Linked DNA regions of Mus musculus: regions 1, 2, 3, 5 and 6 are each linked to region 4. The links are chromatin contacts, called in public HiChIP or PLAC-seq and promoter capture Hi-C maps. All regions are on one chromosome and are shown on one strand. Each heading gives the region's core, a stretch centred on a gene start, on an enhancer-like site or on the middle of the called end of the contact. The rest is flanking DNA. Distances are from core to core; before and after follow the strand shown. Region 1 has its middle 6.6 kb from the start of BC051537. Region 2 holds the start of Ring1 (ring finger protein 1). Region 3 holds the start of Ppp1r18 (protein phosphatase 1, regulatory subunit 18). Region 4 holds the start of Hspa1b (heat shock protein 1B). Region 5 holds the start of Flot1 (flotillin 1). Region 6 holds the start of H2-DMb2 (histocompatibility 2, class II, locus Mb2).

The links. HiChIP or PLAC-seq counts read pairs in DNA pulled down with a chosen protein or histone mark. Capture Hi-C pulls out chosen DNA fragments and counts their contacts.
Region 1: a contact with region 4 is called in an H3K4me3 HiChIP or PLAC-seq map of pro-B cells, with 3 times the contacts expected there. The contact joins the enhancer-like site here to the promoter of Hspa1b in region 4. A contact is called at or near these places in 4 of 39 promoter capture datasets (the 3T3-L1 cell line, the C10 cell line, hippocampal neurons and 1 more), 1 of 484 Hi-C or Micro-C datasets (adipose-derived mesenchymal stem cells), 6 of 115 datasets of contacts at active chromatin or transcription factors (astrocytes, bone marrow-derived macrophages, effector CD8 T cells and 3 more) and 3 of 9 other capture datasets (adipose tissue, macrophages and pancreatic islet).
Region 2: a promoter capture Hi-C map of adipose tissue shows a contact between it and region 4, with 2.4 times the contacts expected there. The contact joins the promoter of Ring1 here to the promoter of Hspa1b in region 4. A contact is called at or near these places in 3 of 39 promoter capture datasets (liver and pre-B cells), 2 of 484 Hi-C or Micro-C datasets (B cells and rod photoreceptor), 8 of 115 datasets of contacts at active chromatin or transcription factors (bone marrow-derived macrophages, embryonic midbrain, embryonic stem cells and 4 more) and 3 of 9 other capture datasets (adipose tissue, liver and macrophages).
Region 3: a contact with region 4 is called in a FOXA1 HiChIP or PLAC-seq map of pancreatic cancer cells. The contact joins the promoter of Ppp1r18 here to the promoter of Hspa1b in region 4. A contact is called at or near these places in 2 of 39 promoter capture datasets (the 3T3-L1 cell line and hippocampal neurons), 1 of 484 Hi-C or Micro-C datasets (B cells) and 2 of 115 datasets of contacts at active chromatin or transcription factors (microglia and pancreatic cancer cells).
Region 5: a contact with region 4 is called in a FOXA1 HiChIP or PLAC-seq map of pancreatic cancer cells. The contact joins the promoter of Flot1 here to the promoter of Hspa1b in region 4. A contact is called at or near these places in 1 of 39 promoter capture datasets (the 3T3-L1 cell line) and 1 of 115 datasets of contacts at active chromatin or transcription factors (pancreatic cancer cells).
Region 6: an H3K4me3 HiChIP or PLAC-seq map of bone marrow-derived macrophages shows a contact between it and region 4, with 6 times the contacts expected there. The contact joins the promoter of H2-DMb2 here to the promoter of Hspa1b in region 4. A contact is called at or near these places in 4 of 39 promoter capture datasets (the C10 cell line, frontonasal cranial neural crest, hippocampal neurons and 1 more) and 2 of 115 datasets of contacts at active chromatin or transcription factors (bone marrow-derived macrophages and embryonic hindbrain).

Annotation. Positions count from the first base shown.
Region 1 is chr17:34,099,624-34,104,152 of GRCm38.p6, reverse strand. No RefSeq gene overlaps it. Among named protein-coding and RNA genes, the nearest start is that of BC051537, 6.6 kb to the right of the region's middle. Within about 2 kb of position 2,197, at least 148 of the 459 cell types and tissues checked have an H3K27ac peak or open chromatin away from gene starts, as enhancers often do. A contact at or near this core is called in adipose tissue, bone marrow-derived macrophages, effector CD8 T cells and 3 more, where this site is marked.
Region 2 is chr17:34,021,243-34,026,284 of GRCm38.p6, reverse strand. Ring1 (ring finger protein 1) reads left to right here and starts at 1,605. Exons shown (of 7, transcript NM_009066.3): 1 at 1,605-1,775; 2 at 1,867-1,996; 3 at 2,832-2,992; 4 at 3,091-3,306; 5 at 3,600-3,989; 6 at 4,329-4,602; 7 at 4,802-5,042. The coding sequence starts at 1,919. The coding sequence ends at 4,903. Mir219a-1 (microRNA 219a-1) reads left to right here and starts at 1,193; the gene lies at 1,193-1,302. Mir219c (microRNA 219c) reads right to left here and starts at 1,273; the gene lies at 1,214-1,273. H2-Ke6 (H2-K region expressed gene 6) reads left to right here. Exons shown (of 9, transcript NM_013543.2): 9 at 60-252. The coding sequence ends at 76.
Region 3 is chr17:35,863,221-35,868,031 of GRCm38.p6, reverse strand. It overlaps Ppp1r18 (protein phosphatase 1, regulatory subunit 18), which reads right to left and starts at 1,417. Exons shown (of 3, transcript NM_175242.1): 1 at 1-1,417. The coding sequence starts at 797. It overlaps Nrm (nurim (nuclear envelope membrane protein)), which reads right to left. Exons shown (of 4, transcript NM_134122.2): 2 at 4,397-4,593; 3 at 3,744-3,920; 4 at 2,632-3,521. The coding sequence ends at 3,240.
Region 4 is chr17:34,956,145-34,961,247 of GRCm38.p6, reverse strand. It overlaps Hspa1b (heat shock protein 1B), which reads left to right and starts at 2,010. Exons shown (of 1, transcript NM_010478.2): 1 at 2,010-4,819. The coding sequence starts at 2,241. The coding sequence ends at 4,169.
Region 5 is chr17:35,820,130-35,824,988 of GRCm38.p6, reverse strand. It overlaps Flot1 (flotillin 1), which reads right to left and starts at 1,632. Exons shown (of 13, transcript NM_008027.2): 1 at 1,488-1,632; 2 at 1,126-1,182; 3 at 787-862; 4 at 620-710; 5 at 280-423; 6 at 37-156. The coding sequence starts at 1,168. Ier3 (immediate early response 3) reads right to left here and starts at 3,276. Exons shown (of 2, transcript NM_133662.2): 1 at 3,061-3,276; 2 at 2,078-2,951. The coding sequence starts at 3,270. The coding sequence ends at 2,679.
Region 6 is chr17:34,142,675-34,147,085 of GRCm38.p6, reverse strand. H2-DMb2 (histocompatibility 2, class II, locus Mb2) reads right to left here and starts at 1,837. Exons shown (of 6, transcript NM_010388.5): 1 at 1,616-1,837. The coding sequence starts at 1,670.

The DNA of each region.
Region 1 (4,529 bases), core at 948-3,447, 860 kb after region 4:
GAAGCTCCTTTCTCTGTGATAACTCCAGCCGTGTCAAGTTGACACACAAAACCAGCCAGTACAGGATGTAATGTATGTAAAGAATAAAATAAATTTTTTTTTAAAAAATGAGACACCTTAACAGCAATAATTGGGGATTGGGAAAACACCACACACTACAAAACCCAGCAAATTGACAATTAGCACACACCTTTAAATAACTGGATCTTAGTGGTCTCTGTCCACCATCCAAAAGACACAGACCAGCAGAGCGGCTCAGAGCACAGGAGCTTCCCTTTTGCTGCATACAAGGATCACACTGGAGCATCAAGCAGGAAAGGTGGGCATAGGAATCCCAAGCAACAAGCAACGGAGTTCCTGTTCCAATATCTGACCAAACAGGCTCCAGACTAAACCCATCAGAAGGAATGAGGAGGATCACGCCATGCTGATGCTAGAAACCATCCCTCAAGCTGGCATTCCAACTCTAAGTGTGAAAAACCAGCAGTACCCTCGGTTTCCTAGAACAAATACTACCAAATAAAAAGTGAAACAGTGGGTGACATAAATACCCCACTGGCAACAAGGGGCAGGTCATCCAGGCAAAGGCGTTGAAGGACATCTACAGAACACTCCACCCAAACAGCACAGAACTCAGTCTTTTCAGCTGGCCACAGGACTTACTCTAAAGAAGAAAGTCTACACACATACAGAAAGGTAAATTGCTCCGTTTTCCATTTGTATTCTTTTCTGGAACGAAGCTAGGAATCAACCACAAGAAAAACTACAGAAAAAATAACTTGGAGATTGGATGAGTAGGTCATTGAAAAAAATCAAGAAAAAAAATTAAAGTACTAGAATAGAAAAAAGAAAAACGAAGGCTGTCCTGATTGGAAGGTTTCCACTCTGCCCCCGCTACAAAAGCAGAACCGTCCCAAGCAGAGCTGTCCCAAGCGATACCATGAACCTTAAAACATTAGGAAAACAAGAGTGAACTTAATCCAAAGGCAGTAGAAGGGAAATTCGCAGGAGAGAAATGAAGAGAATGAAAACGAAACAAAAAGCAACCAAGAGTTGGTTCTTTAAAAAGATAAACAAAGTTGACAAACCGTTAGCCAAATTAAACAGAAGGAAGGAAAGTCCCTGTTTAGTAGGCTCATAGGTGAAAGTGAAACATTACAACGGATGCCAACAATAAAGATGTAAAGATGTGCTACACTTTAAAGAACTGTATTTGATCTGGAAATGGTCCTGCACGCCTTTAACACCAGAACATGGGAGGTGGAAGCAGGGGAATTTCTCAGAATTAGAGCTTAGAATGGTCTAGATGGAGAGTTACAGGCCAACCAGAGATACATAGTGAGACCCCGTCTCAGTAAAACAAACCAGTCTTCATCTTGGACTCATAAATAGGACATGGTATAGTACTCGAATATCCGTTGCTCTTGCAATGGCTGCCAGTGTAATTCCCAGCACCTACACAGAGCAGCTCATAACTCTAGCTCCATAGGGGTCTGATGCCTCTGGCCTTTTCTAATATTTGTTTATACTTGTATTTATATGCACATACAATTAAAATAAACATTTATGAGACCGGAGAGATGGTTCCGCAGTTAAGAGTACTGTCTGCTTTTCCATAAACTTAGGACTCAGTTTCCAGTACCCATATGGCAACTCCTAACTACCTGTCATTGGAGTCCCAGGGGATCTGACCTGTTCTCTGTCCTCTGTGGGCACCGGCTGTGTTCCTGGGGAGAGGGGCAGGAGGACTGCATGTGATATGAAAAGGGGGGAGTGATAGGTCTAAAAAGGTTGAGATGAGAATGGCAGTGAGGATGAGGGAAATGAGAAGACTTTATGGGTGGGGTGTGAGTCCAGCACTCGGGAGGCAGAGGCAGGGAGATCTCTGTGAGTTCAAGGCCAGCCTGGTCTACAAATTGAGTTCCAGGACAAACAGGGCTACACAGAGAAACCCTGTCCTGAAAAACAAAACTAATAATAATAATAATAATAATACAACCACTTAATGAACTAACTAAAAGATACAATTAATTTTTGAAGGCTTGGCTATACCATGCAGAGATGAATAATGCCACCCGTCAGAAACCATAGATCTCTAAGCCGAAATCCCATTGCCAAGTGTGGGTTTTCTCCCTGTGTGTTGCTGGCCAAGAAGCCCTGAGAAGCGCTCAAGACAGGGCGGATACTGTCGTCACTCTCAGTTCCTGTTCTGCTTTTCTTCCTGCTGTTGTGATCAAAAGCCTCCTGGGGAGGAGAGACTTTGTTTCAGCTTGTACCTGAAGGCCACTGTCCGTCATGGAGGGATGTAAGAACGGGAATTCAAACTGGAGCTCCCAACTGAAACCACAGAGGCACGCTGCCTACTGCCTCACAGCTCTCATATACAGGCGCGGCCACCTGCCTTGGGATGGCCCTGTGTCCCCGGGCTTGGTGGGTTGATTCTATGCTGTGTCAAGTTCACAGTTAGAGCTACACACGCGAGCGCCCCCTGGTGGGGATTTATTGCTAACATCAGCTAAATGGTCTTAGAGCAAAGCTGCTTTCAAACTGCATTTAGGTTGCCAGATTGGTTCTGCCCCGTCTGTGGCCAGAGAAGATGCTTTTCATGGTAGGCAATGGCCAGGACATACTCTTAACTGGACAAAGTTCTGGAACGAATGACAGCTAATGGCTCAGCCCTAAGAGAGACATTGATATTACCCCCCCTCCAAGCCTAAGGGACATGGTGGAACGGGGACAGAAAGACTAAGGTAAGAGCCTGAGGCTGGGGTTGAGGAGGGGCTATGAGACACCACCTCGTGGGTATGACATCCTGAACACACGAAGGCTGTGATGACTGTTTCCAGGCAGAGTGTAAGAGGGGACCTGGAACAGACTATGCTAAAAGTCTGAAAAAGAGGGGGGTTGGAGGATGGAAACTAGGTCTGACTGGTGTAGGCAGGTAGTTTTCAGGCAACAGGTATACCAAGAGGTGTCTCTGAGACCAGGATTACCTCTACTGAAGGCAGTCAGTACCTACAGTGATCTTGAACCACAAGATGAAGCCAAATCCCAAACTGCCCGAGTCAGAGTCCCAAATGTGGTGAAGGGATGTGAGGGGCAGAGCCAGCCTTAGTGGCTATTCTAAGAAGTCTGACAAGGGGACATCACAGATGAGACGGATGAAGGAAGTGCATTCAGATCTCCCTGGTGACTCCAGGACCTGACAGTTTCCAATGTCACCCATTTCTTCCCATCCATTCCTGCTGAGCCTGCCAACAGGAGTCACGTTCAGGAAGGGACAAACATCCTGGGCCTTTGCCAGCACTGCTGCTATGTGTCCTACCGTCATGGTGACTCCATTTGCTATGGGTAGCAGGGGTGCAGGGGATAGGTGCACCTAGCCCTCACACAGAGCTTGACAGCCATGCTGTCTGTCTGAAAGCTAAGTCATGTGAATGGGCCTTTCCTCCTATATAAAGTGATGGTGGTTGTGAGGAAAGAGACTGGGGGCCTGTAAGGCAGAATAACACTTCTCCTTGATCTTTCCTTGGATTTAGGCTTCTGGCACAAGGCAACAGTGATGTCATCTCAGAGACCCTTCCTCTTCTGGCTTTGAATCTCCCAAATTTCCCCTGCTAACTACTAACTACATCAGCTGTCCCAAATATGGGTAAGGGTACTGGAACACAAGGCAGCTAGGGGGATTCTCCTAGCCTAGAGTGCACTACAGTCTGTAGGTCTTAAGAACCCGCTGCCCCACCCCCTGCACCCAAGGAGCCCCAGGGGAGACAGGGGACAAGGCCGGCTACACCTTTGCAGGACCACCTCTTACCAAAGGCTCCTCCTGCCTCATATCCCGGAAACGGCAATGTGAAAAATAAATCCAAGTGTTTCCTCCCAGCCCCCGCTCCCAGAATGAGGACTCTGAGGCTAATTATTTGTTAATAAATGCCTACGCCATAAACTTCGGCTTGCTCTCTGACTTGCTCCTAACTTATTATCTCTTTTCTTCTATTCTGTTTCCCACATGGTTAGTTACCTCTCCTCAGCTTCACGCCTCCGAGTCCCAGGGCAAATCTCCTCTTTATCCAATGCTGGTTTCTGTCTGTCCATCTCCTCAGCGTTCCTGGGCGAATGTCTCCTGTATTCTGGCCTCCTTTCCGTCAGTCCGGGACACTTCTTCCTCAGCGTCTATCCTTGAATCTCTCGTGCCTCTATCTCCCAGAAATCTGTCTCTCTTCCTGCCAATATTCCACCTCCTATTTCCCACCTTGGCCATCATTGGCCAGAGGCTTTTTTTATTGACAGGTGTTGCTTGTAAGAGCGGCTCTACACAGCAGCAACTAAGAACCGTGCGGGATTGGATACAGCACTCCTGCTTGGAATAAACTTCAGCTTGCTGGAATAAGCACTTTGGCCAAAGGCCAGAAAAGGGGGGGTACTCTGGGGCCTCATTAACTTTGTGTACTTTGAGGCACACACGGAGCCTTTAAATAACCATGAGAAAGAAAGGTTCCAACTGTGAGGGGCTAACAGTAGCTTGGGGT
Region 2 (5,042 bases), core at 356-2,855, 930 kb after region 4:
AGAAGTGGGTGCCTACATCCCCACCCATGCACCTGTCCCAATGCCTCTGCCCCTCTCAGGAGGTCTTTTCATGTAACTGCCTGATGGAAGCCGGACTCTGCTCACTCCCCCACCACTGCCTGGCCCTCCTGCTGATGAGGACGCTAAGTTCCCAGGCTACAAAAGAGATGGCAGTGTGTGGCTCAGGCATGCTGAATATGGAAGGCAGGGGTGCTTGTGACCCTAATAAATTCCAAATCCTCTTCCCTGCCACCTCCGGTTCTTCTTGTGTCCAAGCCCTCAGACCCTTCCCCACCTCCCCCTCTCTCCCCTTTCCAGGGATTGTTCCCTTTCACTGCCTGGTCTCCCAGGGCAACCCCCGCCGCCGGGTGTGAGAGGAAAGAGTGTATGTCACTGTGTATGCGTGACACTCTGGGTCTTTTCAGAGGGAGGGGATTCTGCCCCCACCCCCTCTCATTGGTTCTGCAGCACCAGTCACCCACCCCCATTCCCCGAGTTCCTTATGGACCCCAAGGGTGATTTGTTCTTGGCCCCATCCTGGTGTCCAGTCTGGCCTTGGAAGGGGGTCTTGGAACAGGTGGCCCTCCCCCACCCCTCCTTTCTCTTTTCCCCTCCCTTCTCTCCACCTTACAATAGCTGCAGCCGGCCTGGGGTCGGATGGGGGGGATTAGGGGAGGGGGCCAGGATTAGGGGAATGGACTAGCCGATGAAAGGGGCTGGAGGAGAGCAGAAGGAGGGGGCTGGGAGGAGGAGGAAGGGGAGGGGGTCCTTGCTAATCGACTCTGGTGCCCACATAAGGACTGGCCACGGACTGAAGGAGAGAACAGGGAAGTAGGGGGTAACTGGGTTGGGGGGCGAGGGGACCCACTGCTAACTTGTCCCAGAGATAGGACACCCCCTGGCAGCCGCTGCACAGGCTGGCGGGGGGGACGAATACCCATCACGGTCTCTTCCTCTGTGCCCCTTATTCCCGACTCTGAACCGGCTCTCAACCGGTATGGCCCTGCTCCTTCTCCTTCTCTCTCCTTCTCGTCCGCTTCCTTCACTCCGAGTCCCGGAGTGGCTTTGCCTACTTTCCCACGCCAGACATTCACTCGTGTGCTCCCCGACTCCCCCCAGGGGCCCGCCCCATCTGGTGTCCCCGCTTCCGCGCGGCGTCTCTATCCCCGGTGCCTCCGATGCGCTTCTCTCCCCGTCCCGGGCCGCGGCTCCTGATTGTCCAAACGCAATTCTCGAGTCTCTGGCTCCGGCCGAGAGTTGCGTCTGGACGTCCCGAGCCGCCGCCCCCAAACCTCGAGGGGGAGAGGCCGGGCGGAGCGCGGGACGGTCCCCGGACACCCGGGACCCCGCCGCAGCCCTAGGATCTCAGGGCGCGCACCCAGCAGCAGAGGTGCAGCTGCGGCCGGCTTTCCGGGGTTCTCAGGCCCGGCTTGAGAGAAGTTGGGGATCAGCGCCACGGAGGGGATCCTCCGCCCTCGGGCTCTCCACATGCACCAGCACCCACCGGGCCGGCTCACCGCGCGCCCGGCGGGGGAGGGGGAACCCGGTTCCACGGCGCGCGTGGCGCGCGAGGGCGGTGACGTCTCCGTCGCGGGGTGGGATACAGGGAGGGCGGAAGTGACGTCGAGCCTCGGCGCCCAGGCCATGGCGGCGGTGGCGGTGGCAGCAAGGGTTGCGGCGTGAGTGGCAGCTGCGGACCGAGCGGACCAGGGCAGCGGAGCCCCGGGGTTCCTGGGGAGAGGCCCGCAGCAGGGCAGCGCGAAGGCCGGAGCTGGGTGAGGGGCCGCGGGGCGCACGCCCAGGGTCAGGGGGCGGGGTCTGCAGAGGGGCGGCCCCGACAGCGTCTCCCCCCACCCCCTTCCGCAGACCTCTCTCAGCGGAGCCCCGCTTGGAGGGGGAGGGTCTGTGCCCCGTCACCATGACGACGCCGGCGAATGCACAGAATGCCAGCAAAACGTGGGAACTGAGTCTCTATGAGCTGCACCGGACCCCGCAGGTGACAGGGATCTTCCAGCCCCAGCTTACCCCCTCCCACCAGCCCTCTCCCTCCCTGCCACACTACTCTTGGCCCGACTCTGTCTTTGAATCACCTTTTATCTTCTCAAAGCACTAAAACACCTACCTCATTTGATCCGATTTAACCCCTCAAAGTGGCCATGGCAGCGAGGTACAGCAGATATCACCGTTTTAATTGAAGCACGGTAAACAGAACTTACCGTCCCGGCCCTGTCCCATCTCAACAGCCACATGTCAATGTACACATATATATATTCATCCTGCGAGCTTAAATATAATTCCCTCTCCAGTTTTCTGACTCACGTGCGCTGGGACGACATCGGAATCTGTTTGACAGACACCCTGAACTTCTAGTCTAGGTAGTCTTGCTCTTTAGAGTTTTAAGAAAGCCTGTTGAGGCCGGATGTGATGGCGAAGGCCTTTAACCCCAGCACTCCTGAAGCCAGGACAGGTGGATCTCTTAAGTTTGAGGTCAGCCTGCTTAGAGGCCTGCCAGGAATACATGCATATGGAGACCCTGTCTTGAAAACAGCAAACAAAAAATGAAGAAGTCTTGTAGCATAAATATCCTCCAACCCATAGATCTGTGCCATTCCCAGCCCTAGTCCTCTCAACAAACCCTGGCCTTTCTGTTTCAAAACTCCTTGTAAATGGGCCCTCATCCCTTCTGTTCTGGTAATCTCCAAGTCATTGGTCTCCTCCATCCCAGAATTCCCATCAGTTTGGTCAGCATGGCTGTCCAGGTTCTTACCTTTCTCAAAGCTTGCCTCTAAAGTCCCCTTCCCCCAACCCACTGCCACCTTCTGATGACCCAGGAAGCCATCATGGATGGTACAGAGATTGCGGTTTCGCCTCGGTCACTGCATTCTGAGCTCATGTGTCCCATCTGCCTGGACATGCTGAAGAACACAATGACCACCAAGGAGTGCCTGCATAGGTTCTGCTCGGACTGCATCGTCACCGCCCTGCGGAGCGGGTAACAGGAGGGACATGTTTGCCATGGGGCCAGGCGGGTCAGCCTGGGCATCCATGATGGGAGTTGGCCCTACAGAGCTCCCTTCCTCCCACACCCAGGAACAAGGAGTGCCCTACCTGCCGGAAAAAGCTGGTATCCAAGCGGTCCCTACGGCCGGACCCCAACTTCGACGCCCTGATCTCCAAAATCTACCCTAGCCGGGAGGAATACGAGGCCCATCAGGACCGGGTGCTCATCCGCCTCAGCCGCCTGCACAACCAGCAGGCGCTGAGCTCCAGTATCGAGGAAGGGCTCCGGATGCAGGCCATGCACAGGTGTGGAGAACCAGAGACCTTGTTACCCATGGGTCTTGTCTGGAGTACGGGCCTGATAGTCTGCATTCGAGCTGCCAGGTGGCGACCGTGCAGCTGACGTTGGGATTTGAGGGAAGTGTCTGTTCTCAAACAAGCTAACCTCTGCCAGCCCTCTTTAGGCCTGTGTCTCCAGCCATCAGATAGAAGCAGGAAGCCTCACTAGTAGGGCCACGGCCTGGGGGGGGCTCCCCCTGAAGTTTAACACTAAGGGCTTGAATCCTGCTCTTTATAACCTGGAGTGTTTGTTTCTGCAGGGCCCAGCGTGTGAGGCGGCCGATGCCTGGATCTGATCAGACCGCCACAATGAGTGGGGGGGAAGGAGAACCTGGGGAGGGAGAAGGGGATGGAGAGGATGTAAGCTCTGACTCCGCCCCAGACTCTGCTCCAGGCCCTGCTCCCAAGCGACCCCGCGGAGCGGGTGCAGGGGCCAGCAGTGTAGGGACAGGGGGTGGGGCTGCTGGTGGGGCTTGCGGGGGTGCCGGTTCTGAAGACTCTGGTGACCGGGGCGGCACCCTGGGAGGGGGAACCCTGGGGCCCCCAAGCCCTCCTGGGGCCCCCAGCCCTCCAGAGCCCGGTGGAGAGATTGAGCTTGTGTTCCGGCCCCATCCCCTGCTTGTGGAGAAAGGAGAGTACTGCCAGACTCGGTGAGGAGCCCTGCCTTTGCAAAGCCAGACCACCTGGAAACTCGAGCTCAGAAATCTGTGTCAGAAGGGGGCTTCGGGCCTGGGGTGTAGTTCAGTCAGTAGGGTGTCTGTCAAGCATGCATACATGAGTCCCTGAGTTTGCTCCCCAGCAACATATAAGCCAAGGGTGGTAGTGTACACCTGTCATTCCCAGAGGCAGGGGGATGAGAAGTCGAAGGTCATCTTCAGCTACATAGCAAGGTAGAGGCTAGCCTGGGGTACCTGAGTGCCCCCCCGCCCCCAGCCAGAACTTTTGGAGAAGGCTGTGCACTCAAGGACTCTTGCCCCCTCCACCCCCAGGTACGTGAAGACTACTGGGAATGCCACAGTGGATCATCTCTCCAAGTACCTGGCCCTGCGCATTGCCCTGGAGAGGAGGCAGCAGCAGGAAACCACAGAGCCCGGAGGGCCTGGTGGGGGTGCTTCGGACACAGGCGGACCTGATGGGGGTGGTGGGGAGAGAGGCGTTGCCGGAGGAGGCGAAGGTCCTGAGGAGCCTGCGCTGCCCAGCCTGGAAGGTGTCAGCGAAAAGCAGTACACCATCTACATCGCTCCTGGGGGCGGAGCGTTCACGGTGAGCATCTGATGGTAACAGAGAGCCAGGGTGGTGACCCGTCTCAGCCCCTGCTCTGTCCTTCTCTGGGGGCTTCTGTTGAGCCACACCCTCACTGGTTTTCAGGGTTTTTTTCCCTTTCTCCCGCCCCCCCCCCTTTTCCTCTTGTCCGTTTCCTCTTTTAACTTCCCTCCCCCTGCCTCCCTCTCTCCATCCCTAGACGCTGAATGGATCACTGACCTTGGAGCTTGTAAACGAGAAGTTCTGGAAGGTGTCCAGGCCCTTAGAGCTCTGCTATGCCCCCACGAAGGACCCAAAATGATGTCACAAGGGGACAGCTGGAACATGGGGACCACAGGGTGTCTCTGTGTCCCAGCTCAGCCTGCCAGCTTCATCTCCCAAAGCCCCCCAGCCAGACAGCAAGAGGACAAAGGAGGACAAATGGCTTTTATACAAAGTAT
Region 3 (4,811 bases), core at 168-2,667, 910 kb before region 4:
CCGGACTTCAGCCTCCACTCTGTGGCCTCCAGCTGTATCAAGCTCTGTTTCTGGGGTTCTCTTGAGTCAAGATTCCATTTATGGACATCTGTCGGGCTGGCCTTCTGGTCACCAGGCTCCCCAGGGCTCAGAATGCTTTCCAACACCTCCTTTCTCTTGGGACTGTCATCTCCAGAACCCGCTAATCTCAGACTCTCCTCTGGAGTTTCTCCAGGGCTCAGCCTCCATTTCTGAGCCTCTGCTGGTCTGGAACTCAGGTCTCTGGCCTCTGCTGGGCTCTGCCTCCAGTCTCGAAGAGACCTCGAACTTGACTCTTGGGCTCCCCCTATCACCAGCCTCCTATCTCTGGACTCCCGGGGACTTAGCCTCTCTTCTCTGGACTCTCTTCCCTTAGGACTCTGATCTCTTAAATTACCAGGACTTGATCTCCTTTCTAGAACCTCCAGAGGCCCAGCCTTCCTATCACCAAGCACCTCGTTTCTCTGCTGCTGCTGCTGTTGCTGCTGCCGCTGTCGCTCCTGTTGGATGAATCGATTCTGATGTACTGGTCCAATAGCCTCCAAAAGGACAGCAGATTCATCTGGGTCTGGAGGTCCAGCCTCAGCATTCCCAGGCACAGGGCTCCCCTCTCCAGGAGGCAGGCCCAACTTGGCTCTGCGTCGTTCCAGGATTCCCCTCTTCCAGGCTGGCATCTGGGACAAGCGATCCCGTTCTGCTTTCTCGCGGCCACGAACCGCTGCCTCCTCCTGCCTCCGCCGGGCTAGCAACTGTAGCTTCCAATCTGGGATAGCGGTCATGGTCACTGGAAGTGAAGGAGAGAGTATTGGGGGACAGGAACAGGAAGGGTAAGCTTCAGAGGAGCCCGGAGACTGAGAATGGGGGTTGGGGGAGGAAGTGATGCGGGAAGGGACGAAGAAGGGCAGGAGGGGACAGTGGAATTAAGAATGAAGATAGAGGAAGGCCGTGAAAGGAAGGACAGCAAAAGAGTCAGGAACTGAAAAACTGAAGAGAAAAGCTGGGTGCCAAGTTGGGGGTGGGGATAGTGGGAGAGGAAGAGTCGAGATTCCGGGCAGAGGCAGAGCTAGATTGGGGTTTGTGGGCACCAGACCGTCCCTAAGATATAAGAAAGGGGAGAGAGGAAAAGCAGGAGAGAGAGAGGAGCCGGAGGAGCCGGGGCTGAGAAGTGAGCGGATTCAGTCAAGACTGCCTCCCCCGGTACGCAGGGGGAGATAAACGGGAAGAACAGGGAACCAGACGGCGAAGGGCGAGGAGATCGGGCAGGAGGTGAGGAGGTGAGGACAGATGTAGAGGGCAGAGGTCCAGGGTAGAAGGGGAGACCGGGAAACAGGCAAGGGCGCCGGCGCCTCTTCGCACGGGGCCCCCGCAGCTCCCGGCTGCCTTCCCGGCTGCGCTCGGCCCCGCCCCTCAGTCCGGCCCCTACCCCACTGTCTTTCCCGCCCCCGAGGCGGGTCAGGGGAAATACCCTCCTTGGGGACTTTTGGTACCCGAGCAAGTGTGCAGCCCCGTACATTCCCAGAACCCTGGCGTCCAGCCGCGTTCAGTCCCTACAATCTCGCCGGCCTCCCCACCGGATACGCTCCAGAACTCGGGCGCGACGAGGACCCACATCACGCCTCTGCTGTCTTCCCCAACCAGGGAGCCGGCTCTCAGGGGACCTTGACCCAAAGGGTTGTGCACCAGAGGGAACTGAAGGGACAATCTATGCAAAAGGGGAGACACTCCAGGGAAGATCTGGAGCCAGGAGGCACTTCTCTTAAAGTGGGAGCCACATAGTCAACTTACACGCCTCGGGGTCCCTAGGAGGAGGTGCAGTGGAGTCAGGCGTCGGGAGAGAGGAAGAGGAGGAGAGAGGCGAAGGGAGATCCGGAGGGAGGGAGGGAAACAGAGGAGGAGGGAAGAGGGAGCCTAAGAGGAGGGACGGAGACGCAGACTGGGGGCCAGGCGGGGGCGGCGACCGCTTTGTCTACGGACAATGGGGCGAGGGAAGGGGGCGCAGGGAGGAGCCCGGCGAAGGGCGGGGCTTCGCTGCCCTCCTTCCCGCGTGGACTCTGGTGGGACTTCTCTCTTGCTGTGGCTATCCCCTCGCTCTCCGTTGTCTGTCTCCAGAGACCTTCACCCGCTTCCTTCCTTGCAGCCCCGAAGAAGCGGGGTGTCCAGACCCACTTCTCCAGCTGGCCGACCCGGGGCGGCGGCCCGTGACTCAGGCCCCCTGAGGGACATGGGGAGGAAGCGGCAGCTGCTTGGAGTCGGACCCGCCCTTCCCATCTCTCGCCGCTCCTCCCCACGCTTTTTCTTTCCCTAGCCAGTCTTTGTTACCGTGGCAGAGAAGGCGGCTGCCAGGCCCTGGGGTCTGAGGCAAAATGGCTTTGGGAGTTCGCTCTCCTCCCAGAGAGTTATTCTGTCTCCCGTGGGTTCCCTGATTTATACGCGGAGAAACTAATATTTGGAGGGAACAGGACTGGACGACTGAGAGATGGGGCGGGTCCATGGGGTGTGGCCCCAGCCTTGCGATCGTTTTAGAGTGCTCGGCTATCACCGCAAAAACTAGGTCTCATCTTCCTTCCCACAATTGGTTCTGCGGCTTGAGAGTCATGGACAGACAAGTGGATATCATATGTATAAAATTTTATTTTTTCTGCAGCGCATATCCTTTGGGAGAGCAGGGAGCCCTGAGTCAACCCGAGTTAAAATCGGGAGACGTCGCCTTAGGAGACCACACAGAGCTGTAGGGAAAGACCTAAGGAGAAACTAAGGCAGGAGTGGGGAGGAAGCACAGCCGCGGTACAAAAGAGCCACTACTTATAAACTTTCAGATAGGCCCTGACATAGCTCCCTGAGGTGGAAACATGGAAGGGAATCCCTGAGGTGCAGAGCCAATAACAGTGCCAGGGGAGTGAGTGCTCCCCAGTGTGAGCTGAGGTGCTCCCCTGTGTGAACTGACCCAGTGTGTGTGGAGGTCATGCTCTAAGAGAAAAGGAGACTCATGAGTTTTGTAACCATTCTTGGCTGGTGAGAGGCGGATCTTGAAGACCAGTGGAGGAAACTTTGAATAAGAATTCAGGATCAAGATTCAGGAACTGAGTTCTCCAGCAGGAGAGGGCACAGCCCCTTCAGGGCATGACTTCCAACCTCCTCCGCGGTCTGAAGCAAACTCCGTCTGGATACTAAGGGATTTGATTTTGAGGTGGGAAGTAAATTCAGGGCTTAGAACTAGCTCCTCACTCTGCTTCCCCATCCTGAGGTCTGGAGAGAAGGTGGAGTTTTCTTTGTAGCTGAGACCGAAGGTAGCGGAGATCTTGCTGGTCAAGCCCATGAGCCAAGCCCAGGTAGAGGGTAAAGAGAAGAGCCAGGAGGAGCCGATCGGTGCCCAAGGTGGGGACCACCCACAGCACAGTCAGCAGCTCCACACACACTGGGTGTCGAAGGTGGGAAAAGAGTCTCAGAGCCCGAGGAGACTTCAGGGACAGGGGCTCGCCCAGTCCCAGCACATGGTAATAAACCTGGAAGAGAGAACATCACGGAACTCAAAGTCAAGCCCTCTATCTCAGTTGCCTCCGTCCTCTTCCCAGCATCCACCCTCAAAGCCCAGGAGACCTACAGTCACTCTCCTTTAAGGCAAGCTGGAGGAAAACAGAGGCACTACAAAGCCGAGAGAAGTCAGAAGAGTTCAGGAGGGAGAGACTTGCAGACGCAGATCTCACGTAGGGGTGTGGGATTCTCACCTGCTTGAGGCCCATCAGTTCAGCGTAGTCAAAGACCAGAAGGATGCTAAAGATGAGGAGCCAGGAAACAACGTGGAGCACAAAGCAGAGGAGAGGTACCCAGGTGGCCCATGGTTCAGCCCGAGCCTCCCATAACACTGGGCCTCTGGGTGTAGTCTCCCAGTACCGCATCACCAACTGGGGAAAGATGAGAGACTGGGCACACCAGTGGTCTCCCTTGCCCCACAATAACCTACGAGGACTCTTTCCGACAGGTATAAACAGTAAATATTTACCATGTGGAGGGTTCTGGGAGGGGTACCAAGGACATGAAGATGGCCCATCCCTACACAGGATTTTTTGGAGACTGGACGGGATGGGGGCTGGTGGATAATAATCACTCAACTAGCCTATGCCAAACATCCATGAGAATACCAACTGGAAGACAAGTGCTATTGTGAGGCCTAGGGAGGTTGTAGGATAAGAACCCGGGAGGAATTCAGAGCTGAAGCAATAAAACATGAACAATGTTGCAAAGGTGAGACTCTCTTAGTGTGCTGGGGAATGTCAAATATATACAGCTTTGCTGATAGGAGAATATGCCCAGGAGGGATGGAGGCTGAGCTCTGCATGTTCTTTCGGTTCCACCAGTCTCCCTTGGCCAGGCCTCATACCTGCAAGGCCAGGGCTGTGCACGCCACATAGAGCGACCTCTGAAGGACGCCAAAGTACCGGGATGTCCACGCCTTCACTGCCTCAGTCGCCATAAGGCTGTGCTGTACCACAAACAGTAGCAGCAGACATAGATCCCAAGCCAAGGAGGCAAGAATGCTCCGGTCCTGCAGGGCAGCCAACCACCCGTGGCGGGCATCTGAGGGAGTTGGGAAGGAAAGGGACAAAAGGCCAGTTAAGATGGCTAGGACATTCCCCTAACCACATCTTTGGAAGCTCTATGTCAAGCCCCTGATGCTTTCAAGATCTTGTCAAGGCCATTCCCAGTTCACTCTGCTGTTCCTTCAATCTTCCATCTTCTCTAGGCCTCCTCCTGGGGAAGGTTTTTAGGTAGGGTCACCTTTAAAAACAAGGTGG
Region 4 (5,103 bases), core at 761-3,260:
AAGTTGCTGCTGGCCAATTCTTCCCACACAAACAGAGGATCTATGAAGCAGCATCTTCCAAACACTGGCTGAGATCAGCAAACTACAGCACAGACAACTAAATGCCCTTGGATTCCCAGAAGAGATATTCTGATATGGACTTATGTACACACACACACACACACACACACACACACACACACACACACAGAGAGAGAGAGAGAGAGAAAGAGAGAGAGAGAGAGAGAGAGAGGGAGAGAGAGAGAGAGAGAGAGAGGCAGGCCAATGGAGTTGTATTTAAAAGCAGGGCTCCCTCCAGAAACTGCCTCCTCCAATTCACACTCAGAGACCTGTGTGTGTAGTTTGTAGTGCTTGTCTGGAATTCCAGCACTTAGGAGTCAAGGCTAGAGGAGCAAGAGTTTAAGATCAGCTTTGGCTACACAGTAAGTTCAAGGCCAGCCTGGGCTATGTAAGACCCTATTTCAAAATAAAAGAAAAAAAAGTTTAATATGAAAAAGATGTGTGTATGTGACAATTAACAGTCTCTCTCTGCTATGGGTGTTATCTACGTTGTTTTTTTTTTTTTTTTTTTTTTTTCTGAAAGAGAGGCTCTAATGTAGCTAAGGCTAGCCTCAAACTCTTCATCCTCCTGCCCGCCCCTCCAAAGCATGAGGATTACAGAGGTGGGCCACCATACCCAGTAACCTCATACTGTGGTTTCAAGGCATCTGACTAGGGGGTCTTTAATTCCTACACAGGAGGAGAAAGGAGGGGCAGAGAAGGAGAAAAGGGGACATCACTGACAGCTAAATGTACTTATAATTAAAAGGGAGAGGGTAGACCAGGCATAGAAAGTGATGTTTAGGACAAAAAGCTAATAGGGTGAATTAGTAGGCGGGCCCCAACACCCAGGCTTAGGATCTCACCGGAAAGTTCGCAGGGCACTGTGAGGCAAGATGCTATCAGAGGATAGGGCACGCCATCTCTTCTAAAAGAGGTGAACAGACAGAGACGGCAGACACAGACAGAAGAACCAACGAACTGTTGATTAACCTGACCTTACTACAGCAGAGCACAGACCCTACAGTGGTGCTTGGCAAAGAGCAATTTTTATTTAATCTTTTGAGATAGGGTTCCTCTATAACGGAGGCTGGTCTTGGACTCTCTACAGTCCTTCTGCCTCACCGTCTATGGAAAGTTTTTTCTTACTAATGTCAGGCTGCAGCCTGAGGCAAAGGGAGTGGCTACAGCCTGGCACGGTCGATTAAGCCCTGCTCTCCGGGTCCTGGGACACTTTCCTTTTTCCTCTTTTGAGTCACAGGTCCTCCTAACATGAGAATCAAGTATTTTCACGCTGATTTCCTTATAAAATTGTGAGAACTCCATAGGCGATGTACCGCCTACTCCTACCTTAACCGTGATGTAAAGACAGCAAAACAAATGAACTATACTGCAAGATCTCTTCTATTTCCCTATTCAAACCTAAAATGAAGAGGGAGGGGGAGACATGGACAAGCAAGCATTCCACAGGCGCCCCTGCCCAACGCTGTCACTCAAACCAGGACCCAATCACAGACTTTTTAGCCAAGCCTTATCCCGCCTCTCTTGAGAAACTTTCTGCGTCCGCCATCCTGTAGGAAGGATTTGTACACTTTAAACTCCCTCCCTGGTCTGAGTCCCACACTCTCACCACCCAGCACCTTCAGGAGCTGACCCTTAACAGCTTCACCCACAGGGACCCCGAAGTTGCGTCGCCTCCGCAACAGTGTCAATAGCAGCACCAGCACTTCCCCACACCCTCCCCCTCAGGAATCCGTACTCTCTAGCGAACCCCAGAAACCTCTGGAGAGTTCTGGACAAGGGCGGAACCCACAACTCCGATTACTCAAGGGAGGCGGGGAAGCTCCACCAGACGCGAAACTGCTGGAAGATTCCTGGCCCCAAGGCCTCCTCCGGCTCGCTGATTGGCCCAGCGGAGAGTGGGCGGGGCCGGTGAAGACTCCTTAAAGGCGCAGGGCGGCGAGCAGGGCACCAGACGCTGACAGCTACTCAGAATCAAATCTGGTTCCATCCAGAGACAAGCGAAGACAAGAGAAGCAGAGCGAGCGGCGCGTTCCCGATCCTCGGCCAGGACCAGCCTTCCCCAGAGCATCCACGCCGCGGAGCGCAACCTTCCCAGGAGCATCCCTGCCGCGGAGCGCAACTTTCCCCGGAGCATCCACGCCGCGGAGCGCAGCCTTCCAGAAGCAGAGCGCGGCGCCATGGCCAAGAACACGGCGATCGGCATCGACCTGGGCACCACCTACTCGTGCGTGGGCGTGTTCCAGCACGGCAAGGTGGAGATCATCGCCAACGACCAGGGCAACCGCACGACCCCCAGCTACGTGGCCTTCACCGACACCGAGCGCCTCATCGGGGACGCCGCCAAGAACCAGGTGGCGCTGAACCCGCAGAACACCGTGTTCGACGCGAAGCGGCTGATCGGCCGCAAGTTCGGCGATGCGGTGGTGCAGTCCGACATGAAGCACTGGCCCTTCCAGGTGGTGAACGACGGCGACAAGCCCAAGGTGCAGGTGAACTACAAGGGCGAGAGCCGGTCGTTCTTCCCGGAGGAGATCTCGTCCATGGTGCTGACGAAGATGAAGGAGATCGCTGAGGCGTACCTGGGCCACCCGGTGACCAACGCGGTGATCACGGTGCCCGCCTACTTCAACGACTCTCAGCGGCAGGCCACCAAGGACGCGGGCGTGATCGCCGGTCTAAACGTGCTGCGGATCATCAACGAGCCCACGGCGGCCGCCATCGCCTACGGGCTGGACCGGACCGGCAAGGGCGAGCGCAACGTGCTCATCTTCGACCTGGGGGGCGGCACGTTCGACGTGTCCATCCTGACGATCGACGACGGCATCTTCGAGGTGAAGGCCACGGCGGGCGACACGCACCTGGGAGGGGAGGACTTCGACAACCGGCTGGTGAGCCACTTCGTGGAGGAGTTCAAGAGGAAGCACAAGAAGGACATCAGCCAGAACAAGCGCGCGGTGCGGCGGCTGCGCACGGCGTGTGAGAGGGCCAAGAGGACGCTGTCGTCCAGCACCCAGGCCAGCCTGGAGATCGACTCTCTGTTCGAGGGCATCGACTTCTACACATCCATCACGCGGGCGCGGTTCGAAGAGCTGTGCTCGGACCTGTTCCGCGGCACGCTGGAGCCCGTGGAGAAGGCCCTGCGCGACGCCAAGATGGACAAGGCGCAGATCCACGACCTGGTGCTGGTGGGCGGCTCGACGCGCATCCCCAAGGTGCAGAAGCTGCTGCAGGACTTCTTCAACGGGCGCGACCTGAACAAGAGCATCAACCCGGACGAGGCGGTGGCCTACGGGGCGGCGGTGCAGGCGGCCATCCTGATGGGGGACAAGTCGGAGAACGTGCAGGACCTGCTGCTGCTGGACGTGGCGCCGCTGTCGCTGGGCCTGGAGACTGCGGGCGGCGTGATGACGGCGCTCATCAAGCGCAACTCCACCATCCCCACCAAGCAGACGCAGACCTTCACCACCTACTCGGACAACCAGCCCGGGGTGCTGATCCAGGTGTACGAGGGCGAGAGGGCCATGACGCGCGACAACAACCTGCTGGGGCGCTTCGAGCTGAGCGGCATCCCGCCGGCGCCCAGGGGCGTGCCGCAGATCGAGGTGACCTTCGACATCGACGCCAACGGCATCCTGAACGTCACGGCCACCGACAAGAGCACCGGCAAGGCCAACAAGATCACCATCACCAACGACAAGGGCCGCCTGAGCAAGGAGGAGATCGAGCGCATGGTGCAGGAGGCCGAGCGCTACAAGGCCGAGGACGAGGTGCAGCGCGACAGGGTGGCCGCCAAGAACGCGCTCGAGTCCTATGCCTTCAACATGAAGAGCGCCGTGGAGGACGAGGGTCTCAAGGGCAAGCTCAGCGAGGCTGACAAGAAGAAGGTGCTGGACAAGTGCCAGGAGGTCATCTCCTGGCTGGACTCCAACACGCTGGCCGACAAGGAGGAGTTCGTGCACAAGCGGGAGGAGCTGGAGCGGGTGTGCAGCCCCATCATCAGTGGGCTGTACCAGGGTGCGGGTGCTCCTGGGGCTGGGGGCTTCGGGGCCCAGGCGCCGCCGAAAGGAGCCTCTGGCTCAGGACCCACCATCGAGGAGGTGGATTAGAGGCCTCTGCTGGCTCTCCCGGTGTGGTCTAGAAAACAGACTCTTTGCACTTGATAGCTGCTTGGGCACCGATTACTGTCAAGGTTATTTAAAGTCTTCTTCATGGTTCAGTTTAAAGTTACAGTCTTTCTTAAGGTAATTGCGTTGACTGTTAAATTTTGTATGCATATATATATATATATATATATATATATATATATATTCAAATATATTCAAAGTAATGTTGGGAGCAGCACTGTGCACTGTACCAGGGGATTATGTTTTATAGCTAATGATGTGTAAAGTCTAAAGATTTTTTTGTAATTTTTATATCAGTGTTCCAGTAGCCTGGGAAGACATATAGTCTAGCTGCCCAGTTCCCTGGAGATGGTCATCTCTAAGACAAAGTGTCTTAAACAAACGTCTTGGCACTGTGTACTACATAACTTTACTCTTTTGTACTTAAAACTTTATCTGCTTGTCCATGTTAAGGTTTTGTGGTATAACCAGTATGTTCTTTGCATTTAATCTAAGTAGGTTAAAGATGGTGTATCCTTCCTGCATACATGTCTACACTGCCACCCTGTGTACATTTTTTTCTTTGCATCACTACAAACTAATGAAAAAAACTTTTATGACTTAAATATTCAAAATAAAAGGTTACAAGTATATTTTGTCTGTTTGTATGTTGGAAGGGCTAATGGATTCTGGGCTTCTGTGGATTTCTTAAGTTTTTTTTAAGATTTATTATTATATGTGAACACATTGTAGCTATCTTCAGACACACCAGAAAAGGGCATCAGATCTCATTACAGATGGGTGTGAGCCACCATGTGGTTCCTGGGATTTGAACTCAGGACCTTCGGAAGAGTAGTCAGTGCTCTTAACTGCTGAGCTGTCTCTCCAGCCCCCGGATTTCTTAGTTTTGTGATAACTGGAAAAGGGATTTTTTTTT
Region 5 (4,859 bases), core at 383-2,882, 860 kb before region 4:
CCAGCTATCAAGTCTGCCTCGACCGACTATTTTTACCTGGTCATCATGAATATCCTTCAAAGTGTAGCTAACCACGCTGATACCCATGTTGACCAGGTCGGAGGAGGCCACTTTGAAAACCTGCTCTGAGAATTTCTGTCTATCCTTATAGATCTCCTACAGAGAAAGAACAGTAGGAAGAGGGCAGTCAGATTCATCACCTGTCACAGGTGAGCTGGTCTGTCATGGTCTTCTCATCCTGACATGCCACCCAGGTTTTCTCCTGTCCCCTGGCCCTACCTCCACAGTCATGTGGGCCATGATTGCCCTCTGGTGGCCTTCCAGTGTCTCCAGGGCAATGTGGGCAATCTCCGCCTCTGTCTTCCCCAGGAACATCTGGCAGGCAGCTGCCAGCATCTCCTTGTTCTGGCCCTGGATTTTCACCTGCGGCCGTAGTAGAGATAGAAAGGGTATGATGGTGGAAGCAAGGAGAGGAGGAGCAAGAGCTAGGGGTCTTGGGGGCGGCGGCTGAAGGTGAGACCAGCGGAAAGACAGAGTTGAGAAGTCCACGGCCAGAGGTGCTTAATGGCCAGGAGAAAGGTGGGGGTGGGCTTTGGGAGGAAGGCTCTGAGAGCCTCACCTGGGCAATGCCCGTGACTGAGATGGGGACCCCGTGGCGGGTATAAACCTTTTCACTCTTGACATTGAGGGTCAGTGTGTTGAGAGAGATCCTAGGGGAAAAGGAGCAGACAGTAAGAGAGAGAGAGAGGAAAATGGGTTCCCTTCCTGGGTTCTGTTGCTACCTACCTCTGGATTTGCTGAATGCAGGGTAGGACAAACACTCGGCCTCCGGCCACCATGACTGGGGGGCTCCTGCAGAACCCTGTATTGTGGGGGCATAATGTGACCGTGGCAAAGCTGAAGACCATTGGGGTAAAAGGTGGAACGCCCATGAGGAGAATCTGGATGCTGGGGTGGGGGTGGGGGTGGGGAGAATTCTATGCTTTGGAGGCTGGGAATCACAGGTGGTTTGTGGCCGTCGCAGGCAGAACGTAAGGGCTGGGAAGCTGGTGCGGACAGGAGGGGGCATAGGTCAGGTTTAAGGGAGGGCGTGGGGTGGGTGTCACTGGCTGGGAGGAGACTTACCGGAGACCACCATGGCCTCATTTGGGCCACAAGTGAAAAACATGGTTGAAGCTGCAGCTGGAGAGGAATAGAGAGGAAGCCTTTGCAAAGGGGAAGGGGCCCTGTGGCACCTCCTTACCCTCCTATCAGGAGCACCAACTGCCTCTGCCACCGCCCAGTCCCTTGAGCGCCCCTGTGACAGTCCTAAGACACCCCCCCCCCGGACTTCTTCCTCTGTGCCAGTTGATTCTCACAGTCTTCCTCTCACCGCGCCCCCTAGCCCCTCTACCACACAAAGCTCTCCCGCGCCCAGGGGTCTGCAGCAGTTCCGCAGCCTCCAGGCTCTTCAGTAGCCCAAGGCTCCGCCTCCCATCCCCACTCACCTTCCGGAACGTCCCCGTAAGCAACCCCACCGGGGTCTTGAGAAGCGCGGAGGCCCGCAGAACCCCAGAACGGGGTGGGGACTGCTCGGACACCCGGCTTAGTGGAAGCTGCACTTGCGCCCCCCACCCGGCCGCACCCTGTTGCAGCAACAGACGCGACCCCGCCCCCTCCCAACCCCTCGGTCCGCCCCTTTCCCGGCAGGCTCCGCTCGGGTCCGCAGCACTACAGTTCTCGGCAGCCCAGGGGGATGCCAGACATTCTCCCCCCCACCAACAACCAACCCCCCCCCCCCCCCGCTCGAAGCATTGGCGTGGAAGCTCCGCCCCCAACCGAGGCCACGCCCTTCCACTCTGGTTCCTGAATACCCGCCGCCTGCCATGAGTAAGCAGGTTGCCACACCACTCTCTAACTGGGAAAACCGCACACCCAGCAATGTATGACTGCATCCGGTGACCGGATATAGGTCTGTAACTCCAAGAAAGAGTTCAGGACCCAAGAAAGGGTGAGGACTGGGCACCTAGTCACATCCTCCCGCCACTCCCCCCTCCCCCCCGCTTGAATGATACACTTCGAGAACTGCAGATAATAATGACAGGCAAATCAAGTTTATTCGTGTTCACAGAACATACATACTAGGCGACCCCAGACAGCCGCCCTCTGACAATCCATGGACCCAAGACTCCTGCAGCTGCCCCTGAGAAGCAACCAGAAGACATCAAAGGCCGGATTCCCAAGGGTCTTCCAAAGCCTTACAACAGACTACAGAGTTGAAGTGCTGGAAGACGGAGTGTTACCCCTAATCTTATTACACCCCCCCCAGACTAATCCCCAAGCTGGGAGTCCTACCACCCGGGTCCTCCCTCCCACAACTCTGTCTTACCGACCCTATAAATCGTAATAAATATCTGTGTTACAGCAGGGAGGCATATCTCGCACCCCTGCATAAGTTAGAATAAATATTACATACACCCCTCCTTCACCTAGGAGGATATACATAAATACATAAATATTAATTAGACACGGAGAAAGTCTCTGTCCGTCCCCAGTGGGCCTAGCCAGGACCCGCGGTGTCTCTTGGCGGTAGTGTTCTGAGTTAGCGTTGCCTTAGAAATCCCAGTTTGGGATACGTTCTCTCGCACCAGGTACCCATCCATGGTGCCTTTGTTTCTTCGGACTGTGACCCATCGCGTTTAGAAGGCCGCCGGATGTTGCTGGAGAAAAGCTTTAAGATCCAGCGCATAGTCCGAGGACTCCGAGGTCAGGTTCAAAGGCTCGAGGACCGGGGGCGCAGTAATGGGCGCAGAAATGGGCTCAGGTGTCACGGCGCTGGTAGCATCCTCCGGAGCCAGGGGCTGCGACACACCCTCTTCAGCCATCAAAATCTGGCAGAAGATGATGGCGAACAGGAGAAAGAGGACCCTCTTGGCAATGTTGGGTTCCTCGGTTGGTAGCTGGCGCCGGACCTGAGCAGATAAAAGAGGGAAACGTCAGATCGAAGGTCCCTGCGCCTAGTTGTTACCTACAAGTTCCAGGGCGACGCGACCTCCTGATGCCCACTCGGGCGATACTCACCACTCGAGGGTAGAGCACCCTTCGGCTGCGTTTTCGGTGCCCGCGAGAAGTGTTCAAACGCGCGGTGGACACCACGGCCCGCTCCGGGAGAGGGTCGAAGGTGAAAATTTCGGGACCAGAGCCCCGCCGGAGTTCCGGGCCGGTGGAGGGAGCTGGAGAAGGGGCCCTCAGGCCAGTCATGGTGTGGAGATGGTTGCGCGAGTGGCACATAATTTAGACGTTGTGCAGAGAGTGTAGAGGAGTGCAAATCCCCCGCAAAGCAGAGCTACTTATAGAGCCAAAGAAGGGGCCGGGCCGGGGGGAACTCCGCCCTTCGCAGCTGGGGAGCAGTTGGCTGCAAGGGGCTGGAAATTCCAAGGAGGAAGCAAAATGTAGGCGGAGCCTTGATTGGTTATTCTCTAGGTGCCCCAGTGCACGTTCTTTCCTGGGAGTAGTGAATGCTTGTGGGTAAAAACATTGGGAGTAAGCTCACGTCCGGACATGAGGTAGCTAGAGAGGGGCTCTCAGACACGTAGCAGATGGTCCAGCCACCCTCCTTAGTGAAGTCCAGCAAGATCAAGGGACCACAGAAAACACATTCACGTACTTACTTGGAGGTATGCGCAGGAAACAGGAGGGAAGTCATTGCACAAACTTCCAAGAAGATAAAGAACACACTAGAACCCACAGACCGGGCTCTGCCTGCCTCCGTTCACGTGAAAACCATACACACATCACAGAGATTTCAACAGAGCACACGGACACAAAACTGCAATGGTTACTTAGGGACACTCCCGAGACGCTATTCAAAGGGATAGAGGGAAGACAGGAAGTCCGAAGCTCCTGCCTTTGCCCCATACTAGGTGGGTCACAAAATAAGTGAAGTTTCTAAAATTATGAGACTTTGTGCCCGTCGTCAATAGCACCATTAGGAACCCACGGGATCCCCGTAATGCTTGAGAGACCGCTTTCCCTGAACACAGAAGTCAACATTTCTGAGCACCTCTAACAGTCCGAGTGAAAGTGTGGTGGAAACTACCCATCACAACATGAAACTTCAGCCCTCTTCCCAGCCTGCCAAGCGGAGGCAGGAAGACACAGCAAAGCAAGCTCCAGTTTCAAACGACAAACAAACAAACAAACCAAAACCATAACATAGAAGGGGGGGGGGGGGAGACACTGGTGGCACAGTTCTTAAGAACACTGCTGCTTTTGCAGAGGACCTGGAATCAGTTTCCAGAACTCAAGTGGCATCTCGCATCCAGTCCCAGGAGATCTGATGCCCTTTTCCCTTTTTGATCTCTGTAGGCATCTACATGCATGTGGTACACATACATACTCAAAGACAAAAGACTCATATGCATAAAGTAAAAATGAGACATATCGCTGGGCGTGGTGGTGCATGCCTTTAATCCCAGCACTTGTGAGGCAGAGGCAGGTGGATTTCTGAGTTTGAGGCCAGCCTGGTCTACAGAGTGAGTTCCAGGACAGCCAGGGCTATACAGAGAAACCCTGTCTCGAAAAACTAAAAAAGAAAAAAAAGAAAAAAAAAAGAGAGAGAGAGTAAGAGAGATATCTTAAAACAAACAATTTGGGTGAGATGGCTCAGTCTGATGTCCTGAGTTTGATCCCTGGGATCCACGTGGTCAAAGAAGATAACTAATTCTTAGAAAGTCACCCTCTGACTCCCATACGTGGTCACATATGCCCACACATACACACTCCCGAATAAGCAATTGAATTATATATGAATATATGTGCACTCTTGAGAGCTCCGAGCTCAGTTCCATGAGAGGAAAGCAAGCCAGGTAAATCTGTCA
Region 6 (4,411 bases), core at 588-3,087, 810 kb after region 4:
TACTTGATGAAGCCTAAAGATCTCAGGTTGTGGGGTCCTGAGACCTTCCCAGTCGGTGAACACATTCATATGGTGGGGATCGGCACACCTACCTTTTGGGGGCAGAAGCTACTGCACCTGAGCTCTGCCTGGCTGTCTTCCTATGAACCCTTTGTTCTTTAAAATATTCCTCATGGTGTTAGAGATGTGGCTGGATGTTAAACGTATATGTTGCTTGCAGAAGTTGAGGTTTCCAACTACAGCACCTACCCCCAATGGCTCCCTCTATCCCCAGTTCCAGAGAGTCTGAGACCCTTTTGGCCTCATCAGACACTACATAGATGTGGTGCACACACAGACAAGCACGGATGAGAGTGCACACACGCTCATGCACACACACACACACACACACACACAGATAGAGACAGAGATAGAGAGACAGAAAGAGAAAGAGAGAGACAAGAGACAGAGACAGGGAGATAGGCAAAGAAATACAGACAGACAGAAACAGAGAAGCAGGAGAGAGAAATGTTTTTAAACTCTTGCAGTAAATGAACAATAACGGTCTATTTGCACAGACGCTGTGCCTTCTCCATTTTCCAAGCCAAGGGGCTCTAACTCAGCCAAGCTGGGCAGAAGTCGCGGTAATCCTGGGGCTTCCCTCTTGTGCTTGATGTGAGTGCTGGGAATTGAACCTGGGTCCTCAGCAGAGTCACCCAGTTCTCTTCATTGCTGAGCCACCTCCCCAAGGCTCTGACACTAAATCAGGCTGTTGCTTTCCACCTGCAGTGGTCTAAGGTCTTAAGGTAACAAATTTAAATAACTTAGTATACCCGGCTTTCCTAACAACAGCCAACCAAACAAAACTCAGAAAAGGCATTTTCAAGCTAATTCCACTCTTCTACCAAAATCATATGGTGTGATAGACTTCCACATCTGGCAGGGCATAGGTTTGGGACGAGCTTGAGGCTCATGTGCACAAGGCTGAAAACAATTAGCGCTTCTGTATGTGAGACTGGATGACAAGGGAGGACAACCCAAGATTCCTGTGTGGCATGCATGGCTGTCTACCCCAAAACAGACCTGCAGAGCACCTCACTATTGACAGGGACATAGAGTAATGTGGTTGGCATACTTGTGATCCCAGCACTGAGGCAGGAGGATTGCCATGAGTTTAAGGCAAGTCTGGCTATAGAGCGTGACTGTCTCCAATGAGAAAGAAACAGACAGACTACAGTCAGACAGATAGATAGACAGACAGACAAACAGACCAACAGGAGGAGGGAAGGGGACAGGAGAGAAAGAAACAGAGTCAAGAAGTAGTCAGTCTTGCTCTGTGCTGGAAATATTCTTGACTTTGATACCACAGAACACTTATGTCATGCCAGGCACCATGTTAGGAACCAGGACCCAGCAGTACCCAGTCCTAACCTACGTCCCCACAGGGACATCCTTCACACAGTCTATGAGAATGGCTCATTATTAAAATTGCTGTAAAATACAGTGCACAGGGCTGGAGGAATGCCATAGTCTGGAGACTGGCTACTCTGGGGCACTCAGACCTGTTAGCTAGCAAAAATGAACATGTTTTACCCAAACAGGAGCAGGAGAGAGAAGGTTCAGGAGGTTATCTTACCTGCCCCCATACAGTGCAGACTGAGGACCAGCAGCAGCAGCCAGAGTGCAGCCATGTTCCACTCTCTGAAGGTGCAGGAAGGCCAGGCCCCTGGGCACCTCCTGCAAGGGCCTCAGGTTCTCTCCTGCCCCAGCCTGGGCAAATGATCTTCACACACTGAGGTAAATATGGTACCTCTTGCTCAGGCCCCTTGCTCCTTGCTGCCTATGTGGCCCCGAGTCACTCAGCCCCTCCTTTGTACCCACTCACTCAACCAAATCTGGGGTCCTAAAGGGAGTGGTCAGATTAGCTGGGTAGTTAAGTCAGTCCAATCACTAAGTGACTTAGCCTAGCATCATCGGTTAATAGGTAAACCTCATTGTGCCCTGTGCTTTAAGAACAGGACCTTCTAGGTGGTTTCCTGAGGTCCCTGGGGGTGATCGCTGAAGCATTTCCAGGAAATACAACCCTGGCCTGCCCCTGGGTTGACTTTCTCATCTCACACACTTCCAAAAGAAAAAAGAAAAAGAAAAAACAAAAAAACAAAAAACTTCTAGACAACTTTCTTCCTCTCTGAAAGGGACGTTGCCTAGGAGATAGTACATACACCCCTGGTCTGTCCTGTCACTCAGGAGGACACAGGTGGCAGAGGCAAGACTGTAGGGAAGGAAGGAGGTACAGATAGTGTACACAGTTGCCTTGTGTCAGAGCAGGACTGGACGACAGAAAGCAATCCAACCTTAGAGAGCAGGGGCCAGCCTGGAAACCCCATTCCCTCCTGGGCTGCTTACCAAGCCTCCGTTCCTCCTAGGCTGTAGGAGCTGCTTTGGGAGCCAGGACGCCCTATCTTCCTGCACTCGCGCATCTCTGGGGCAGTTCTACTGAAGCTCTTGGTCAAAAGCTGACCTCAGGCCCAAGCTCAAGCGTCTTCCCCTCCAGAGTCTCTGCTTCCCTGAGTGTGCCCTGCCCCATGCTCCGCTCTGTTGAGCTGACCTCTGGATTAGGAAGATGCTATAGTAGAGATGTGGTGCCCCTACTATTCTCCTGGAAAGGACATTATCTACTGGTGACACTTGAGTGTGTTTGCACATGTGCACAGGTGTTCCTGTGTGTGGGTGCTTGTGTGTATACAGCATGCATGCACCTATGTGCAAATGTGTGCAGAGGCCACAGGAACACCTTCCACCTTATTGGTTGTTGTTTTTTGAGACAGGGTCTCTTGATGACCTGGAGCTGGCCAGGTAGGCTGGGCTAGCTAGCCGGAAGCCCGGGGACACACCTGCCTCTGCCTCTGCCTCTGCAGCAATGGAACCACAGCTGTGCACAGACATGTCAGGCTTTTTTGTGGCGTTTTGTTTTGTTTGTATTGTATGTTTTTGTTTTAATGTGGGTCCTGGGGATTGAACTCAGATACTCCCAATTGTGCAGCAAGCAGTTTACCAACCTAGCCATCTCCCCAATCTTAGTGCACTTTTCTTTTTGTGCTAAGAATTCAACCCAGAGCCTCATACACAATAGGATAGATTTTAAATGGCAAGTGCATCTTTTGTTGGACTGTGAATTGCAAAACTGATAGTGTCTTCTATGCCTATAGAAATCTTACATTGATCTCATAAACACACAAACACACACACATGTGCATATATACATACATACACATATAGGCATACACATATACAAACATACATACACCATACATACACCCCACAGTCACACACACTCACAGACACACAGACTCACGGACGTGTCCTCCTCTCTCTCTCTCTCTCTCTCTCTCTCTCTCTCTCTCTCTCTCTCTCTCTCTCTCCTGGGCTGGGAAGAACCCAGATAACCGAAGTTGGTGACACTTCTGCTGAGAAAAAGGGGAAGAGAGGAGCCACAGTCACCCCAACCCCCTCAAAGGCTTACTCCACCCTCCTCCGCCCCCCAACCCACTCCACCCCCCCACCCCCCCACACACACCTGCTCATTTGCAGAGCTCCGTCTGCTCCAGGAGTCCCATCTCTTTTACCTTCTCTTAAGACAGCTCCAAAACAATACAAGTGACTCCCAGCCTCCAAGCCCTCTTTTCCTGGTATGCCTTTCTTCTGTTGCAGGAATCCAGTCTTGACCCCATCTCTGAGCCTACTACCTGTAGCCTAGAGAGAAGGCCTGCAGAGCCTCACTTGGGCACCCTCCCCCTCATGGGCGTGGCCACGGCAGTGGGACTGAGTGGAGTCCCCTCCGGGAGTCTAGCTCTCTGCTCCAGTAGTCAAGGAGATGTGAAACCTCTTGAGACACCACAGGAAGCCGTAGGAGAGGATTTCACTTCCATATTCATGTGAACATGTACGGAGGGTTTTAGAGTCAAAACGGAAGCCCCAGAGACCTGTGCTCAGCAAAGCGGTTCCTTCTACACACACACACACACACACACACACACAGAGGGCTTCTGTTTACCAGCACAGCTAGCAATAGGGCCTCCAGTCAGGGTCCCATGGACCATTCTTTGAAGGCTACTACTTGAACACACACACACACACACACACAGTCCTCATCTTTCCTGCCTCTCCACCTGGCCTGGCTCCCACATGCCTGCAGTGGGCTAACACTGAGGGTTTGTGCCAAGCATTATAGGTAATTCACAGGAGAGGAAGGCAGTACTGCCTAGTTCTGACTCCCCTTCGCCCCCGAGCCTGGCAGTACTGGATGGAGTTAATGGAGTTCCACAAGGAGATGGGGGTCACTGGAAACAGAAACGTGTGCCAATATTGATACTGTCACTGGAGTTGACATTACGGGAAGTCACACATGTGGCCCTGTGTTTTCCGTGGGACG